2 separate regions of the Zea mays genome follow, and region 1 is linked to region 2. Evidence: chromatin contacts called from public Hi-C data. All regions are on one chromosome and are shown on one strand. Each heading gives the region's core, a stretch centred on a gene start, on an enhancer-like site or on the middle of the called end of the contact. The rest is flanking DNA. Distances are from core to core; before and after follow the strand shown.

Region 1 (4,267 bases), core at 675-3,174, 210 kb after region 2:
AAAAGAAATAAAGCAATCCATGCATATCCTATGAACGTATAAATTGGTTTAATTCCAAGCAACCTTTGCACTTACCTTATGCAAACTAGTTCAATTCTGCACTTATTTATTTGCTTTGGTTTGTGTTGGCATCAATCACCAAAAAGGGAGAGATTGAAAGGGAAATAGGGTCAAACCTTTTTCTAAATGATTTTGGTGGTTGAATTGCCCAACACAAATAATTGGACTAACTAGTTTGCTCTAGAATATAAGTTCTACAGGTGTCAAAGGTTCAACACAAACTAATAAAAAGTCCAAGAAAGGGTTCAAATAGAAAGGAGCAAAACCAATCGAAGGCAGCCCTGGTCTAGCGCACCGGAATGTGTCCGGTGCACCAGGTGGATCAACTCCAACTTGCTAGCTTCGAGTTTTTGGGGAGCCTCTCCGCTATAATTCACCGGACTGTCCGGTGTAGCACCGGACTGTCCGGTGTAGCACCGGACTGTCCGGTGTGCCAAGCGGAGCAATGGCTAACTGCGCCAACGGTCGTCTGCAAAAGCTACAGGAACAGTGAACAGTGCACGATAGCGCGCAGAGTCAGAGCAGGCGCCGGAAGGCGCACCGGACAGTGAACATGACCTGTCCGGTGCACCATCGGACTGTCCGGTGGCCCCACTTGTCAGAGCTCCAACGGTCGAACCCTAACGGTTGGGTGACGTGGTTGGCGCACCGGACTGTCCGATGCGCCCTTCGACAACAGCTTTCCCCAACGACCACTTTGATGGTTGAGGCTATAAATACCCCCAACCACCACACTTCAAATCATCCAAGTTTTCAGCCAACACATTCAATACAAGAGTTAGTGTATTCAATACAAGACACAATTAGAGTGAATCAAAATCTCTCCAAGTCTCAATTCCACTCAAAGCAATAGTGACTAGAAGAGAGAGTTTTGCAGTGTTCTTTTGAGCTCTTGCGCTTGGATCGCTTTTCTTATTCCCCATTCTTATTCCCAAGACATTTATAATCAAAGTAAGAGACACCAATTGTGTGGTGGTCCTTGTGGGGACTAAGTGTCCCAATTGATTGAGAAGAGAAGCTCACTCGGTCTAAGTGTCTGTTCGAGAGAGGGAAAGGGTTGAAAGCGACCCGGTCTTTGTGACCACCTCAACGGGGAGTATGTTTGCAAGAACCGAACCTCGACCGAGTAGTCGTGATAGGAAGAATCTATCACTTCCTAGATCCTAAACCCTGTGAACTTACTCCGTATATAATCATTACGATACTTAGATTCTCGGAAAAGCTCCCAAGAATAGAACGATTTTTCCAGAAAACTCGTTGTATAGTTAAAAAAACGAATTTCAGTTTTCTTGACCAAAAAATTGTGCTTTCTGGACGTTGTTTTCCCCCATAAATACCGACTAATTTTTAAAAAATAAAATAGGATATGACAGACCACTCAAAAAAGCGTGCAATTTTGTTACCACATTTTCCCCTGATTTATATATTTTTTCACAATATTGTTAAATTTTAAATGAAATTTTAGAAAAACCGCCTGAAAAACCTGTTTCTGATCGGACTAAGGAAAAAAAAACAAGATCAAAAATGGACGAAAACAGATATTTATTCGGATGTCGGTTTTTTCGTTACATCTACACAAATTTGTATTCTTGTTTTTAATGTTATATTTTAAAAAAATTATAATGAAAAAATTATAAAATGTAAATCTCACATTCAACTTATATTTTCTTAAATGTTAGTATAAAATGCGGTACAGATTCAGGATTCTGATACCGAATTTAGATACTTATTCATCTTTTTAGAGAGCAAATAATATATAAAACAATTTATTTAAAATTTTATTTATAATAATACGTGTGATAATACAAGTAAAGATTAACATCAACTTTGTCGGGATAAAATCGGATATCTACCCGGCACTCCCAGCCCAAATTTACGCGTTATTTCTGACAGTAGGACCCGTAGCAGAAGCCTTCACGGTCTAGGCTCGAGACGAGACGGAGTGACCCACTAGCAGTCTCGTACAACGAACTATCCTGTTAGCCAGCCCTAAACCCTTCTGTCCCGATGGCGTCGTCGTCGTCGCCGCCGCCGCCGAAGCTGCCGATTCCCGGCCGCCGCAACATACTCATCACTAGCGCACTTCCGTACGTCAATAATGTCCCGCACCTAGGGAACATCATCGGCTGTGAGCATCCGCCTGCCCCCAATTTTTTTCTCACCCGTTTCTTCTCTCCCTTTCCTGTTTCCCGTCCGATGGGGATTCGATTCGATGGCCGTGTGCGCAGGTGTGCTCAGCGCAGACGTGTTCGCGCGGTACTGCCGGCTCCGGGGTTACAACGCTATCTACATATGCGGGACGGACGAGTATGGCACCGCCACCGAAACGAAGGCCATGGAGGAGAAGTGCACGCCCAAGGAGATCTGCGATAAGTAAGCGCGCCGATATCTGTCATCACCTTTCCTACTTGTTGTCTTGAGAAGTTGGTTTGGTTTAATTCCTCTCGAGCTGTCTGGTTTGTGGTTTTGGTTCAGCGCAACATGGTGGAGCGGGTGGTTTAGGATTTAGTGTCCTCATGTGTGGTTTAGGATTTAGTGTCCTGAGGTTGCAGTAGAAGTGTAGAACGGAACTATGTTTATGCGCAGCTATGATACTTGAGAACTATAGTAAGCTAAAAGCAGGGACATAAAGGGGTGTACAATGCAAATATGTCTACGTGGGCTGGTAAAGAGAGAACAAATTTCACGCCATTAAGCTTATCTGCAACAGTCCTAGCCTTTAATGGAACCAATCATTTGACATATGCTTAAATTTAGGGGCTTGTTAAAGCATTTATCTGATTTATTTTCGGCACTCAGGCATGCGTCTGACAGTTTAATATTGATAGAAGGCCAGCCTTTGGTCCGAATGCCTGCCCGAGCCTCAATAGCTCATGCAACTGCCCACGCTCCATGGCAAGAGAATTTCTGAACATCTGAAGTGCTCATAATATCTGTTAAGAGCCATGAGCTGCACCTGTCCTCGTGGGCCAGAATGATAAAACATTCACATATCAGCTGATTTGGTTGATTAAACTGTCATTGAATTTTGATTAGACTTCTCCTGAATCACATCGAACAGGACTAGCGGTGCAGTAGCTAGTTGATGCCTAGATTTCTGTAGATGAATGGTTTGATTTATGGAATACTACCTCTGATTCTGAATTTAGGTTGTTTTAGGATTCATGCAATAAGTCTTTCTTAACTTTGGACTATTAGTATATCAAATTGAAAACTAGCATATATTTACAACATTCATTATGGAAAATAAATACATTCATATACATAATCTTCCCTGTTTTAAATAGTATATATTAACAAAAATTGCAAATCAAAGCGTTACATTGAAGACCGTGCCCCTGTCCCCCTGTTCTGCACAATATATATTTGGGATCAGAGGAAGAGGTTGGTTGTCTGGTTGATAACTTGATCATCGATCATGTGAATTTTGTTGTGTGTGTTTTCAACCTGGAAGTGCTGAATGTTTGTATTGCTGCAAGGGGGTTCATCAATTATATATCTCCCATATCTTTAAAAATTGGGCTTCTATGATATTCATTGTATTTACTTTGTTTTGTAACTTACACATAAATGTTCCAGTTGTACGTTGCTATATCCACTTCTTGTAAACATAAACATGCTTGTATTACATAATAAAAAATTGCTTTCTTCATAAGAAGTTTTCCCTTCTGTAAAATGTAGGTACCATGCTATCCACAATGAAGTTTACAAGTGGTTTAACATAAAATTTGACAAGTTTGGACGGACCTCTTCTCCTGAGCAGACAGAAGTCTGCCATGCAATTTTCCATAAATTGATGGAAAACAATTGGCTCACAGAAAATACTATGCAGCAGGTAAAACTTATTCTTGACGTTGTACTTGTATAATTATCTTTGTTTTTTTTGTTTCTGCTATGAGTTTTACCTTCTTTGCAGCTTTACTGCGATACATGCCAAAAATTTTTAGCTGATAGGCTTGTTGAAGGAACATGCCCGAACAAAGTCTGCAACGCATCAGCAAGAGGAGATCAGTGTGAAACATGCAGCACCTTGTTGAATCCAACTGAACTTATTGACCCAAAGTGCAAGGTAGGAATGTATACTTTGATACTGTGCTCTGCCATTTTTGCCTCTGTCAATATAATTGATTTAAGCGTATAATATATCATAGAATTGTAATTATAAATTGCCTTCTTATCTTGTGATTTTCCATGTAGGTTTGTAAGA
Region 2 (4,250 bases), core at 323-2,822:
TTTTTTTGTTTTTGTGACTGATTTGTTTATTCGTCTAGATTTTTTTGTTTATCCGGCGAGCACATCGGCTGTGTGCCACAATGGCCGCAACCCGTCAACTTCCCCCTTGTTTGCTCAGCTAACCACAATAAAAATCAAATGACAACACTCTTATTTCAATTATGACCATATAAAAAGAAGCACACATATTAATCTTTTTCCTCTGTACTAAATAAAAGTATACTCCATTATATACTTGTCTCGCGGCCACTGTGGCACACAACCGCTGTGCTCGCCGGATAAACAAAAAAATATATGGACGAATAAACAAATCAGTCACAAAAACAAAAAAAACTGGATGAGAAATAAATTTGGACGGACAAATTAGCGACATAAACAAAAAATCTGGACAACAAAAAACAAATAAGTGACAAAGACAAAAAAATATTAAACGCCCACCGTCTTGTCTCGCGGCCACTGTGGCACACAACCGCTGTGCTCGCCGGATAAACAAAAAAATGTATGGACGAATAAACAAATCAGTCACAAAAACAAAAAAATCTAGATGAGAAATAAATTTGGACGGACAAATTAGCGACATAAACAAAAAATCTGGACAACAAAAAACAAATAAGTGACAAAGACAAAAAAATATTAAACGCCCACCGTGGGGCTCAAACCCACGACCACAAGGTTAAGAGCCTTGCGCTCTACCAACTAAGCTAGACAGGCTTTGTGTACATAGCCGAGCTCGGCGCCAAGATCTATGGCGCCGAACTCGGTGCCACGTTAGGATCCAAAAATGATATTAAAATTTTCTAGGGTTTAAACATGATTTTTTTCGAGGAAGGGCTAAAATGTAAAAAAAAAATCGGGCTACGCGGCGACTAGGCCAGGTGCCCCAGCTATGGTCCCGCTAGGGATGGCAATGGATGTCATTTATCCGCGTACCCGCGGATAAAAAATCCATTGGGCACGGTTTTGGGTACGAGTCTGTACCCATGGATACGGATACGGTTAGCACTTGATATCCGTGGATATTTTTAAAACGGATAAGAAAAATCAATATCCATACCCAAATACCCGAATATCCGTTAAAATATCTTGTACTCCCGTCCCAAATATGGGTAGCACTTGATATCCGTAGACAATTTTATATTTGCTGGACAAATATGATATCATGTTTGAATTTGCTGGACAAATTCTGTATGGATTTATGTTTTTATCATATTTAAATTTGCTGGACAAATATGATATCATGTTTGAATTTGCTGGATTTAAATATTTTGTATGTGTAGTGGACAAACGGATATATCCGTGGATATCCGTTACCTGCGGGTAACGGATGTGGATACTGTTTGTTATCCATAGCGGGTAACGGGTACGGGTTCGGATATAAGTCGTGGATATGGATATCCAGAGACACTATCCGCGGATATTTTACCCGTTGCCATCCTTACGTCCCGCGGCTTCCCGACTCTTCTAGCAGGAACCGAGCGACCTCGGACTCAGCGGCTCCGCCTGTCGGCGAGCGCACGCCGCGTGCCTGCCCGCGGTCTCTCGTCGTCTCCAGAAGATGCGCCCCGATACTCGTCTTTCCACCCTTCTTCTACCTCCTTCCACCCCCTTCTCCCCACGCCCCATCGGATCGCACGCGCACCGCAATTGTTGTTCATCACCTCTCCGAAGAAGCGTCACAGAGCACCGCCCGGAGGTTCCCCTTCCCGTCGCCGTCGCTTGGCCAGGTAAGTAATGACTAATCGCCTGAGTCTCCTGCGCCTCATTACTTCGAACTGTGGTTTCGTTAGTCGGACGTCGGAGCAATGCTATGAACCTTGCCATTCCATGTTACTTGGTGCTGCGTGTCCACATTCGACGCCACATTTTTTTCTTGCTAGCCAACCATTGCGCGTCTGTGTTACAGTTCCACCGGCGATATACATTATGCGATCATTTGATGTGGATATTGGTGTTTTTTTGGTTAGCGGATCACCTTAGTTTTGCACTGAACATGGAACAAATGTGGATGTTGGTGTTTTTTTGTTAGTGGATCACCTTAGTTTTGCACTGAAGATGGAACGAGGAAATGGGGAAGGGGAACTGAACGAAGCACATAGTTTCAGAGACTATGTGCACTGCAGAGACTATGCGAATGGTCAAGGGAATTTCTCGCCTTGGTTTCCTAATCCTCGCTTCCTTCTTGTTTCGAATTCGGTGTATATATGTGGTTTATTCGGCACGTTTAGGAATTTAGTTGGGGAATGGGGCGCAGTATGTCAGGGTTGTGTCATCTGAATATATAATGCAAGATCTATTACTAGTTTAAATTGACTTATTATGCAAGTCGATTAACCTGGCTGGGCTCAGTGGTGTACCATGGAAGCTTTGTGATTGTAGCCGGGCAGTAGAACGCTAAACCTGAGGTTTGGTACTGTAGCACTCGGCTAGTCAGCTGTATGCCAAGATGTTACTTACTCGATACTTTCTGCCATGTCTCATCTGTGTTAACCAGGGTGTGTGCCACATAGGGCTTCTTTCCATGCTGTTTGTTAACCTGTTCACACTTCTTCCATATATATATTCATAATAGCTCGATCTACAATTTTCCTGTCTTGAGCTTCTTTGTTCCTAAAAACGAATTGTATACCAGCAATGTATATCTGATGCAATATTGTTTGTAGGATGGCTGAACAATTCTATACCGTGGCATCGGATAGTGAAACCACCGGGGAAGACAAATCACAGGCTTCATTCCCTGATGTTGCTGTTGGCATTGACATTGGGACTTCCAAATGCAGTGTTGCTATTTGGAATGGCCACCAAGTTGAGCTCTTAAAGAATACCCGTAATCAGAAAGGGATGAGGTCATATGTCATGTTCAAAGATGATACTCTTTCAGCAGGAGTTACTGGAGGTGCAGCCAAGGAAAATGCACACGAGGAAAGAGACATCTTGTCAGGAAGTGCCATATTCAACATGAAACGCCTGATAGGAAGAATGGACACTGATGAAGTGGTTCAAGCTAGTAAGACTCTCCCATTTCTTGTGCAGACATTGGGTATCGGTGTGAGACCATTCATTGCAGCGCTCGTGAACAACATGTGGCGATCTACAACTCCGGAGGAGGTCCTTGCCATCTTTCTACTTGAACTGAAGGCCTTGGTGGAGATGCACCTTAAGCATCCCGTTAGGAATGCTGTGCTTACAATACCAGTTGCATTCAGTCGATTTCAACAGACCAGGATTGAGAGAGCCTGTGCAATGGCTGGGCTGCATGTGTTGAGGTTGATGCCAGAACCAACTGCTGTGGCGCTTCTGTACGCTCAGCAGCAGCAGCAGCTTGTGCATGACAATATGGGAAGCGGCATCGAGAAAATTGCTCTGATATTTAACATGGGTGCTGGGTACTGTGATGTGGCCGTGGCTGCCACAGCTGGAGGTGTTTCTCAGATAAGAGCATTATCAGGATGCACAGCTGGTGGGGAGGATATACTTCAGAACATAATGCGCCATGTTCTTCCCAATTTTGACGGTATATATGCTGGCCAGACAATGGATAGAATCAAGTCGATGAGCTTACTGCGAATTGCTACTCAAGATGCAATTCACAGGCTCGTTAGTCAAGAATCCGTGGAGATCAATATAGATTTGGGGAATGGCCACATGGTGTCCAAAGTTCTAGACCATTCAGAGTTTGAACAAGTCAACCGGGCAATTTTCGACAAGTGCGAAAAGATCATCAACCAGTGCTTGGCTGATGCGAAGTTGGTACCAGAGGACATCAATGATGTCATACTGGTCGGAGGTTGTTCGAAGATCCCCAGAATCAGAAGCCTTGTCCTGGGTTTGTGCAAGAAGGAGGTCTCTTACAAGAACATAGATGCTCTAGAAGCTGCTGTTTCAGGTGCTGCGCTGGAAGGAGCCATAGCTTCGGGAGTGAATGATCCTTCGGGGAGCTTGGATCTTCTCACGATCCAGGCAACTCCCATGAACCTGGGAATCCGTGCCGACGGTGATAGCTTCGCTGCGATCATCCCTAGGAACACGACGGTTCCAGCAAGGAGGGACATGCTGTTCACAACGACACACGACAAGCAGACCGAAGCCCTAATTGCTGTGTATGAAGGAGAAGGGGAACGTGCTGAAGATAACCATCTGTTAGGGTACTTCAAGATTACTGGAATTCCGGCAGCCCCTAAGGGAGCAGTTGATATCAGTGTATGCATGGATATCGATGCTGCCAATGTCCTCAGGGTGTTCGCAGGGGTCGT

What was found. A called contact is a pair of places that touch in the nucleus more often than the background predicts.
Region 1: a Hi-C map of ear shows a contact between it and region 2, with 1.9 times the contacts expected there. The contact joins the promoter of LOC103639438 here to the promoter of LOC100281706 in region 2. A contact is called at or near these places in 4 of 25 Hi-C or Micro-C datasets (ear, leaf, root tip and 1 more).

Annotation. Positions count from the first base shown.
Region 1 is chr9:152,975,121-152,979,387 of Zm-B73-REFERENCE-NAM-5.0, forward strand. LOC103639438 (probable methionine--tRNA ligase) reads left to right here and starts at 1,925. Exons shown (of 17, transcript XR_004852839.1): 1 at 1,925-2,188; 2 at 2,289-2,433; 3 at 3,742-3,895; 4 at 3,977-4,129; 5 at 4,258-4,267.
Region 2 is chr9:152,762,853-152,767,102 of Zm-B73-REFERENCE-NAM-5.0, forward strand. LOC100281706 (Heat shock 70 kDa protein 8) reads left to right here and starts at 1,573. Exons shown (of 2, transcript NM_001154626.2): 1 at 1,573-1,724; 2 at 2,661-4,250. The coding sequence starts at 2,662. TRNAK-CUU (transfer RNA lysine (anticodon CUU)) reads right to left here and starts at 711; the gene lies at 639-711.